Linked DNA regions of Macaca mulatta: region 1 is linked to region 2. Evidence: chromatin contacts called from public Hi-C data. All regions are on one chromosome and are shown on one strand. Each heading gives the region's core, a stretch centred on a gene start, on an enhancer-like site or on the middle of the called end of the contact. The rest is flanking DNA. Distances are from core to core; before and after follow the strand shown. Region 1 holds the start of PPP4R4 (protein phosphatase 4 regulatory subunit 4). Region 2 overlaps OTUB2 (OTU deubiquitinase, ubiquitin aldehyde binding 2).

Region 1 (5,373 bases), core at 759-3,258, 160 kb after region 2:
CAAGGTGAACATCAGATGGATTAAGACCTGTGACAGGTAAAAGTATGAAGCCAAATAGGGGAAAATGTAGGAGAATATTTTGCAACTAATAGGTGGGAAAAGATTCTTAAACAAGACCCCAAAACCACACTCCACAAGGCTAAAATTTGATGCATTAGGCTAAATGAAAATTAAGGATTTCTCCTTCATCGTACCATAGCAAAGACCAAGCAAACAGGATGCATGAAAGATTGAGAGAAATATTGGCAATGTTTTTCTAAAACTGACAAAAAATTAATATTTAGAACATATAAGAAACTCAACTGCTAAAATTCATTCAGAAAAAATAATAAAATCCAGCAGAAAATAGGTAAAGGATGTAAATAGATAATTCACAGAAGGAAAACAATCTCGACGGTTCTTAAGTATATGGAAAAATGGTTAACACCACCAATCAAAGAAATACAAATGGAAATTACAATGTGATACTACTTTACTGATTTCAGATTGACAGAAATTAGGACATCAGATAATACCAAATGTTACCATATAAAATGGGAAACGGGTACCTTCCTACCTTCATGTGCCATTGGTGGGTGTGAATGGCAAAGCCATCTGGAGGGCAACATGACAGAGTGAAACCAAATACTGTGGACTTCATGACCCAGGGACTCGATTTCTTATGTTCTGTAAGGGACACGTCTAACACCCATTCCAGCATAGTCTGTGGTAGCAAGGACCTGCTGGCGACCTAATTGTCCGTTATTTGAGGAATTGATAAGTAGAATATGATAGACACACAAATCAAATACTATTATTAGTCATAAATAATGAACTCTGGTTGTATAGTGTCACATGGATAGATCTCTAAGACACTGAGAGGAAAACAAGGAACAGAATGAGTTCTTATCACAATGCCGTTCACGTATGTTAAAAACAGACACAAACCATGTATCTTTTGAGGCTGTATAAGGTGCATGAACTGGGACATACCTTAGTAGAGGAGAGGGTGTATATGGCGGGTAGAAGAATGGGTGTGGAGAAGGAACGAGTGGAAAATAAAAACGAAAAAGAAAAGGGCCTTACTGACTGACTGACGAGCTGGAGTACGAACATAACTTGTCCCTAAGGTCCAAAAAAACCTCCCCAATTCCCCTTCCATCTCGTCCCATTCTTAACAGAACCAAGTGCAAGGGACTCAGCGTGACTGTCCAGAGCAGGGCTTCTCTTCACCAACGACCTAGGTCCTCTTCCCTCTACCCACCTCGCCAAGCCCTCGGTGCCCGAGCCCCGAGCTCTACTTTGACGGCACTTCTCAAACACAACCAAACACACCCAGGCTTCAACCCCAGACGGGCTTGCTTTTATTATTTCTTTTGGGAAAGCTAAGATTCAGTTTAAGTGACTCTTCTCCGGGAGGCCTTTTCCGAATGCTGCCCTTGCCCAAAAGCCAGCCCCTCCAGGGCTGTATTCCCACAGCCCCCTCCCCCGTCAGCCCGGCACCCCGCGTTCTAACTGCTTATTTTGGGCACTCAGCGCTCCCCTTAGGGCTGGAGTTGTGTTAGGGGGGTCTCTGGGTTCGCGACCCGCCAGCTGGGGTGGGCGGTCCTGGGAATAACCGGACACTTAGTTAAGTCAGCAGGTGCAGCCGCAACCCAGCCAGCTCACTCTCCTCTGCTTCCGCTCTCATTGGCTCAGCCTCCCCGCCCCCAGGCCCCGCCCCCAGCCCGCCTCAGCCGGCTGCTGGAGGCAAAAGGCTCTGCGCACGCGCCGTGGGGTGGGGCGCCCTTGGTTGGGGGCGGACGGGGGTTTAGGAGGACAGCGAGGAACGGGCGCAGAGGGGTGGCGGGGCCGCCGCGTCGTTGCGCGGCAGTTGCGTCCTGCCTCGTGCGCGCGGCACCCGGGAGGGGGCGGGGCCGAGGTGGGCAAGGTGGCGGGCCACCGCCCCTGGCCCCGCCCCCACAGCCCGCCCGCGCGCCTCGCCCCGCCCCCTCGCCGGGCCCGCCCCGCCCCCTCGCCGGGCCGTGCTCTTGCTCCCGCCGCCCGCCAGCCTCACGCTAGGCTCCGGCGGCCAAGAGCGGGAGAAAGTCCTGCTGGTGGGCGGCCGCGGGGCTGAGCGCGTCCGGCATCCCGGGGCCGCTCCGGCCCGGGCGGCGAGGGTGCCCGGCGGTCCATGCATCCGCCGCCGTCCGCCGCCGCGATGGATTTCAGTCAGAACAGCCTGTTCGGCTACATGGAGGACCTGCAGGAGCTCACCATCATCGAGAGGCCGGTCCGCCGGAGCCTCAAGGTGCGCCCCGGGGAGAGGACCTGCCCTCAGGGCGTCCGGCCGCCTGCCCCGCGCTGATCTCCGCCCCACCCCACCACCCTCCCCTCCTTCGGGCCGCCGGGACCCTCTCGGACCGGCCCCTCCGTCCTCCTCCAGCCCCTGTTGCCGTGCCGCCCTAAGCCAGCTCCTCCCGGACCCTTCCTCAGCGCGGACCCAGTCCTCTCTAGTCTGGATCCCCATCCGCAAGGGACGGGTCCCTGCCCCAGCCCCGACCCGGCGCCAGCCCCGCGGCCCTTGCCCCTTCTGAGGCGTCCGAATCCCCCCGGCTCACCCCCAGGAACGGCCGAGCCCCAGCCCTCGGGGCAGCCCCAGCGTCCTCAGTCGCGGACCCCCTTCCTTCCGCCCCCCGCCCCACCCCGCGGGAGCTGCCCCTCGAGGCCGCAGCCCACCTCTACCCGGTCCTCTCCTGGGCTCCCCAACCTCTGGTCCGCTGACGCCGCCCGGGTTCTGGCCCCAGGCCCACCCCTCGGTCCACACATTCCCGACTCCTCCCCCCACCTCTCCCCGAGACACCACCCAGCGTCCCGTCCGCTCACCCCCAGCCCACCAAGTCAGATCAAGCTCGGGTCCCTCTGCCCTCGAGGCAGCCCGGCCTCCTCTCGCTTCCCAGCCAGCACCCTTTCTCAGTGTGGTCCTGGTCCCCGTCTACAAGCCCTCGCGACCCTTTGCCGCCCTCCTGAGTCACCGCGCATCCTTTCCTCCCAACCCCTCCAGGACTCTAGCTGGGACCCTGCTCCCCAATCCCTTGAGGGAGTCAACCTTCAGCTTGCTCCCCCCACCCCCACCGGCTCTCCCACCCCGCAGAGTCATCTTCCTCCCAGAGGCTCCAACCTTTAGCGCCAGCAAACCTAGTTTACGGACAGGACCCCTTTCCCCTGGCCATCGCTTAATTAGCTGCTTTAGCTCCTCTCACTCCCACCTGCCGCAATATCTCAAATCTCTGGTTTCTTCCAGCCCCAGAGTTGATTTCCTTCCCTCCCCCACTCCAGATCTTGTCCTTTTCATGCCTGCTCGGCTGCAGTGTTCATCCATCCCCCTTTTAGCATTTCTTGGGGTGGAAAATGCTGGAGAAATAGCCGTGAGGTATTAGAGATAAAAGTGTGTGTATTTATTCGTTTTATAACATGCGTATGAAATGGATTTCAGCCAAGGTTCTGAAGCCACGATGCGATTTTCAAGCTGCAATCCAGAAGCTAGAAGGATAAAAACAGAAAAAAAACAGTCCCCTCCCCAAATTCGACCACCCAATTAGAGACTTCCGTGATTGATGTCGCCTGGTATCCTCAGCTCCTTGATTAGTTTTCATTGTTAATGCTTAATTGTGAAACTTTTTCATTCGTTTATCCTCATAGAGGGTCACTGGGAGGTTGGGAGGCAAGACTGACCCAATGTTTGTGGTGCATAAATGTGTATTTTACCCTTGACAGACACCAGAAGAAATAGAAAGATTGACAGTCGATGAAGACCTCAGTGATATTGAAAGGGCTGTTTATCTGCTCAGGTATTTCCTAGTCTTTCTGTGAAATTGCTCTTTTTTTTCCCCCTGTGGCAGCAGAGATCAATGCTTTCTAAAATGTATGTTCCCGTTATGTTCAGATTTACTTAGCCACTTGAACAGAGTACTTTTGTGTGCATAGTACTTAACTATATTATACATTAGATTTGGCTGTGGACTTATGAATTTGAGAATTTAAATAAAACACCTAATTTATAGAATGTTGCTTGGAGGAGGAAGAGCAGATGGTTTGAGTTGAACCTCATCCTTTTTTTCTTTTCTGGCATTGGTTTTTCTCACTTAAGATTCAGTAAGTTTAGATGAGACTTGAGTATACAAGGATTAGTTTTAAGTTCATTGTAGAGTAGGCACATTATATGGGATCTACTATATGGAAAAAAATCCACAAATATGGTAGTTCATTTTGCTGTTCAGGATATCCTGTTTGTAGTACTTTTGCTATGCAAGCTTTATGATTTTGTCTGAGGGGTTTTGGAAACTTAGTTGATTTCAAACCATTTCACAGGCTCTACAGAATTGCTTAAGGCAAATGGTTACTGCGAATATTTACAAGATTTTTCTGAACTATTTAAAACATTGTCTTGTAGATTGAGCATCTTAAAAACTAGTACAGTGACCATTAATGATGTTTTAATTGATTAAAATCCTTTAGAAACAAATTTCCTACAGCATTTTGTGTATATTTAAAATTTTTCATTAGCTTACACAACATATTTTTCCCTTTTGGCAAATTAGTCACTCTTATTTTCCAGAATCAGATTTTGAAAACTGATGTAATTTACCTCCTAGGATATTTGTCATCCTTGTTTCCTTAGCTCAGTGCCAGTTCCAGGTACTGGCAAGTTTCTTGTTCTCCTTTCTTGTTTACAGATCATGTTTCCAGTCCCATGTTATTCATTGAATGATCCTGTAAAAACAAACAAACAAACAAACAAAAACTCCCTCTCCAGGTCTTCAATTTTCTTAATTACTTTTTTTAGCCTACTAAAAGTGGCATCATGAGTTTCTGTTGTAACTTTAGTCAGAATATCAGCATATTTACCATGTAGACCATTCCATCTGATAATTGTATCATTTAGAAATGTAACTGCATCTTAGACTTAATGTTGATGTTATTTTCCCCCTCTTTGTGATAGCTATGGTACATGCTCTCATCATTTCTACCTATTTACTTCAGAGAAAACTTCTCTTTATATATGAATTCAACGGTGTGTGTTTTGGGTGTTTACTTAGAGAATAATCCAACTTTTAACCGATTTTCATATTTTATTGTGTTGTATTTGGAATACTTTATTCCTTAATAATTAACACATTTATTATGGTGAACAATAGTTGTCAACATTTGCCTATTCCCACAGTTCTTTTACTCAAAGTAGGTAGAAAATTGATGAAAGTGTGGATAAATGTGTTTAAATCTACAACAGTTAATGATTTGAAATAACCTCCTGTTTATTCCTACTGAATTTTCTTTAGTACAAACACTGGCTTAGAATTAGGAAATGGAGAGTCTTGCTCTATTTACTTGTAATAGAAGACACCGTATTCTAGA
Region 2 (4,877 bases), core at 1,959-4,458:
TGAATTTGTATCTCAACAAGTTTTCCAGATCAAGGCTGCAGGAGGAGAATGTTGACACACCCAGCAGAGGAAATTCAAAGTCTGAGTCAAGCCTGCGCTCTGCTTGGAGGTGAAGTGTTTTACATCCTGGGGGCCTGGTCTTCCTACCAAGCACCCTGCCCGCAGCTGGCGGGGTGGGGAAGGCGTTGTCAAGTGAATAAAACCGCACAACGTAACCAGCATCAGGAAAATGGCCGCTCTTGCCAGCATGGTGTGGCTGCCTGAAACCCCTCCGTCATAGCTCCATTCCATTGATCTAGGAGAATGGTAGACAACCCCCTTTTCAGGCACCCAGACACCATCCTTGGTGGGGCTCCTCCCTGTCACACACAAATCTATACCAGCTAACAGAAGCTGCGAGTCTCAGGCCTCATGGTGACCTAGTCCCCTGTAGGCTTAGTCACACCAGGAGGAAGGAGACTCAGGCTCGAAAAGCCACCAGGCAAAGCCCACATTTATTAAGCACTTACTGAATGTCAAGTACAATGTTAGTGCTTTTCACGATCATCTCATGTAATCTTTGAGATAGGAATGAACACTCACACTTTACAGTCGAGGAAACCAAGGCCCAGAGGGGTGTGACTTGCTCAAGGAGTAATGTCATGGAAAGGGTGACATAAGCATACTTGACTCCGCTGCCCACACTCATAATTACTATGGCCTACCGCTCCCTCCAAATCCCAATAGCAAAGGATCAGCACTAAAGGAGGACAGACATACTGAGGAGATTCAAAGAGATTCATGACCATCCGGGCAATCCGGGAAGGCTTCATGGACCAGGACCCAGGATTTGAAGGACAGGTGATATCTGACAAGTGGACATTCCAGGAGGAGCAAAGGTGTGTAGAGGTGCAAAAGCACGAGGAAGTTTCCCGGCCCTCAAAGCCAACCCTGTAAACTCATGTATTATTGGACAAGTGGGGAAGTCAGGGAGAGAAGGTGAGAAAGGTGGGCTAGGGCCATATTACAGAGAATGGGATGATGTCAACCTGGGAGAGCTCTCTGGGTCTGACCAGGCTGAGAAGGGCCAGACCATGAGTGGCATGGGCAGCAGAACCCAGCCCCCAAATCTGGGGTATCCAGCACTCAGGTATGCAGGTCCTTTGCTGGAAGACAGGACACCCAAAGCCTCCTGCTTCTCTGGACTTGTGAAGCCACAGCCGCCATTCCCCAATCCCTCAACCCAGACACCTGGACAACAGGGAGAAGGGGTGCAGGAAGAAGGGAGCAAATTCATTCCAGACAGATCACATGGATCCCCTGCCATGGGCAGCCCCTAAAGATGCCGTCCACATTTTCAATGCGGACCCAGCTTGAAAACCCACTGAACCCTTCTGCAACTTTTTACTCTTCTTACCAGGATTTAGAGAGCTTACAAAGAATCCTGATTAGTTAGACTAAGGAAATTACATTTTCCCTGCTAATTGAGCTAAATTTGTGGAAATACTTTGTTACGCATACATTGAGATTCTTGTAATTCTTGTAAGATTGTGTGTGTGTATGTGTGTGTTTAAAGCCTTCATTACTACAAATACTAAAACAAAACAAAACATTTTTAACCACCCAGATTGTCCAACCCTCTCACTGAGTGAGGAACCAGAAGACCAGAGAGGGTCTGGGCGTTGCCTGGGGTCACACAGCAGTGAGTGGCAGAGCCCAGGGGCCCAGACTTCCTCATAGACTCCAGCCCAGTGCTCCTTCCACACTTCCATGCTGGCCGGGGAACTGCTGGGGCCCGAGGAAGGGCTGAGAGTGGGCCCAGTGCAGCCCAACTTGAGGGCTCATCAAAACCTTGGCTGAAGAGACTCTTCACCCATGTCCCTCACCCAGATACCATGGAACCTGGCTCAGTCATTCCTCCGCAGAGGGAAGATAACATGCCTTGGAATGAGCACTGGCTGGGGAGTCAGAAGTCTGGGGGTCCAGCCCAGCCAGGCCACTTCTTAGCTCAGCAGCACTGGGCTGCTCCTGTCACCTCCCTGGCTTTCTTGGCTGTAAAAAACAAAGAGGAGAAACCCCCTGAAAACAAACGGGGGTCGGGGTGGGGGCAGGTAACACAGCCCCTGTAGTCACGTGCAGAGTGAATTGGAAACCAGCTCTGGAGTCACACTGCCTGGGACTGAATCCCACTTGAGTGCTATGTGACTTACGCAAGGAACTTAAACTCTCTGTAATGTTTCCTCATCTGTGAAATAGGGATAATAATAACAGGACCTACCCCCATAAACCAGTTGTGAGGAAATTAAGCAAGATACTTCTGTATATGTGGAGGGTTCAGGATAGCACCTGATACATAGTAGGTGTTCTGCATAACTGTATAAATAACTGTAAAAAGTTAGATGCTATTGTTACTGCTCCTTGAGCCTCCATTGACCCCACACTCCCTACCCAGGTCATGATACATGCTTGGAAGACTCAGATGTCTGTATGCCCAGAGCCTAGCCTCGTGCCTGGGACTTACAGAGTAAGAGTTGTGGCGGGGGGGAGGGGCGGGGCAGCAGCAGGAAGGGGAATTGCTCAATACACACTCCTGGAAATATTAATATTGTGAAGTGGATGCATGCAATGCACTGAGCCCCCCTTCCCTACAAACTCTCCCTACTACACCCAAAGCAGCTCCTCCAGGACTCAAGGGCTGGTGAATGAATCTTTGAATGATAAATATTCCTATTTTGATGTCCATTAATAATGAGCTTGTAGGCAAGATGAGTCATCTAGACATGGTTCACGGATATCCCTACAATTCCAGAGCCACAGAGTCAACGATCCTGGACATTCATTCATTCAACAAACATTAACTGGGTGCGTGGCAACCTACTGATTCATGAGTTAGAAGAGGGTAAAATATTATGTAGAAGCCATACTTAATGTTATTGGACACGTGTTCCCTAAGCGCCTATCCTCTGATCTTGTGCAAACTATACTTATGTGACCTTGTTTATGAATTAACGAGGGCCAGCTAATCCTTCAGAAGACTCCAATTTTAGGTTTGCGCAAAAGCCCTTCAGCCTTTGCAAACGAGGACCTGTCTTTCTGGGTTGAGCTAACTCCTCTGCTAGTTAAAAGCTTTCTGTGTCTTTAAAAAGGGGAGGCATCCTGTCAAATGGTCCCTAAAGCATAGGCTGAAGGCGCGTGAAGTCCCACCCACTTTCTATGACGTCCTGCATCCCGGCTCCTGATTGCCCGCCTGAGACGTCAATTGCGGGGCGTGTGTCTTCCTGGGACACAGTGGAGGTCTAACCTTTGGTTTGCGGAGTGGTCGGGTGTATTCTCCGCCGCCCCCACGCCCTCGAGGTCCCCGCCACCGAACCAGCGGCGGAGCCCGCCCGCGCCTCCCGCGGCACTCCCGCACCGGATCGCTCCTCGCTGGGGCGGGACCTGGCCTGGCGGCTCCGGTCACTATGGTCAGTGATCGTGGGGGATCGCGAACGGGGAGCGGGCAGGGGGCGCGGTGGGCGGGGTCGCTGTCGGAGCGGGTGCACCTGCGGGACGGGGGTTGGACGCGAGGCTCAGCCCCCAGACCACCCCCGCCGCGTTCCGAACCCCTGAAATACGGAGTCCGGACGGATACTGGGGGCCAGGTCGCGCCCCGCTGTCCCCCGTGGACGTGCAGCTGAGGAGGTCCAGCTCGGCCCCGAGTCCCCGCCCCCAGCGTGTCCGCCCCAGTTGGCCCTGGTCGCCGCCTCGACGGCGCTGGGTGGGCGCCCTCGACGGAAGCAGGGACAGGGAGGCTGCAGCGCTATGGGTCGCCTCCTCTTTGTTAAGTAGCCCCCCAGTCAGCAGTCCACGGCCCCTCCCACCCGAGGGCTCAGCCGTCAAAGACCAACCCACTCCTGGCCCCTGCCCCAACCCCACGAGGGGATCTAGGAGTTGCACAGGGGACCAGATCGTCTGTCCCTGCGGGCGACTAGTCCGTCTCCATTTTTGGAGTCGGGACCCACGTGGAGAGGTTGCCTTAAGTTGTGAGGCACATGAGTTAGGGGTCGGGGAAAAGAAAATACTCAGGAATCCCTGATGGAGAGTCCTGTCTGCACAGAACGGGGCCCAGAGACCCTCTGAGCCAGGCTAACCCTGGGCTTGGGCAGGTGGGGAAACTGAGGTCAGACAGGGAAGGGCTGGTACTGATAGTGGTGGTCCTGGGACTTGAACCCAGGCCTCTGGACTCTCAGTTCAGTACTCTTTGTGTTACATCAGCTCACCTTCCAGGTTGCCATGGGGTCAGGCATCCTGCAGGGGACTGGGTGGGATGGCTGCCTAAGACCCTTCAACCCTGAGCAGGGGGGAGCCTGTGGAGTGAGGGCTGAGTGGCTTGAGTTGGGGCCACACAGCCCCAGGTTCAAGTCTCACTTCCACCTCCTGGAAAGCAAAGAGGCTTTGGTTGGTCCACTCTCCCCCTCAGCACCGTTTTGCACATCTGTAATGGGCTGCTGTGAGAACCATGTGAGATGATTAGCTGGAGCTTTTCCTGTGACAACAGAGTCCTGGAAATGGGTGTGCACAGATGCCTGGTTCTTCAAGCTTAGCCTCCTCTCTCCTATGACTGGGCAGGAAAATGGGTCACCGCAGCAGGATGCTGCCAGGCTGGGGCATGGGTCAAAGCCTGGTCATGGCCTGGCATGATCTGGGTGTGGCATAGGCAGCCAGGGCACTCGAGCTGGGACTGTCCTTGCCAAGCCAGCTTGGGGCGTAGCTGGGGGCCTCTGGGGCATCTGGAAGCACCAGCTTCCTGCTTCCACTTGGTGCCCAAGGGTTTACCTGGTTGAGCTGCTCCTGGAAGGCAGCCCAGGTGTTTCTGCATCACCCACCAGGGAGGGATGGAGCTGGGGTAATGATGGGCT

What was found. A called contact is a pair of places that touch in the nucleus more often than the background predicts.
Region 1: a contact with region 2 is called in a Hi-C map of fetal cortex germinal zone, with 2.9 times the contacts expected there. The contact joins the promoter of PPP4R4 here to the enhancer-like site in region 2. A contact is called at or near these places in 2 of 14 Hi-C or Micro-C datasets (fetal cortex germinal zone and liver).

Annotation. Positions count from the first base shown.
Region 1 is chr7:167,448,705-167,454,077 of T2T-MMU8v2.0, forward strand. PPP4R4 (protein phosphatase 4 regulatory subunit 4) reads left to right here and starts at 2,009. Exons shown (of 25, transcript XM_015144418.3): 1 at 2,009-2,269; 2 at 3,736-3,809. The coding sequence starts at 2,153.
Region 2 is chr7:167,287,578-167,292,454 of T2T-MMU8v2.0, forward strand. OTUB2 (OTU deubiquitinase, ubiquitin aldehyde binding 2) reads left to right here. Exons shown (of 7, transcript XM_001095170.5): 2 at 3,265-3,443. The coding sequence starts at 3,441. Among named protein-coding and RNA genes, the nearest start is that of CCDC197, 39 kb to the left of the region's middle. Within about 2 kb of position 3,209, at least 31 of the 40 cell types and tissues checked have an H3K27ac peak or open chromatin away from gene starts, as enhancers often do. A contact at or near this core is called in fetal cortex germinal zone, where this site is marked.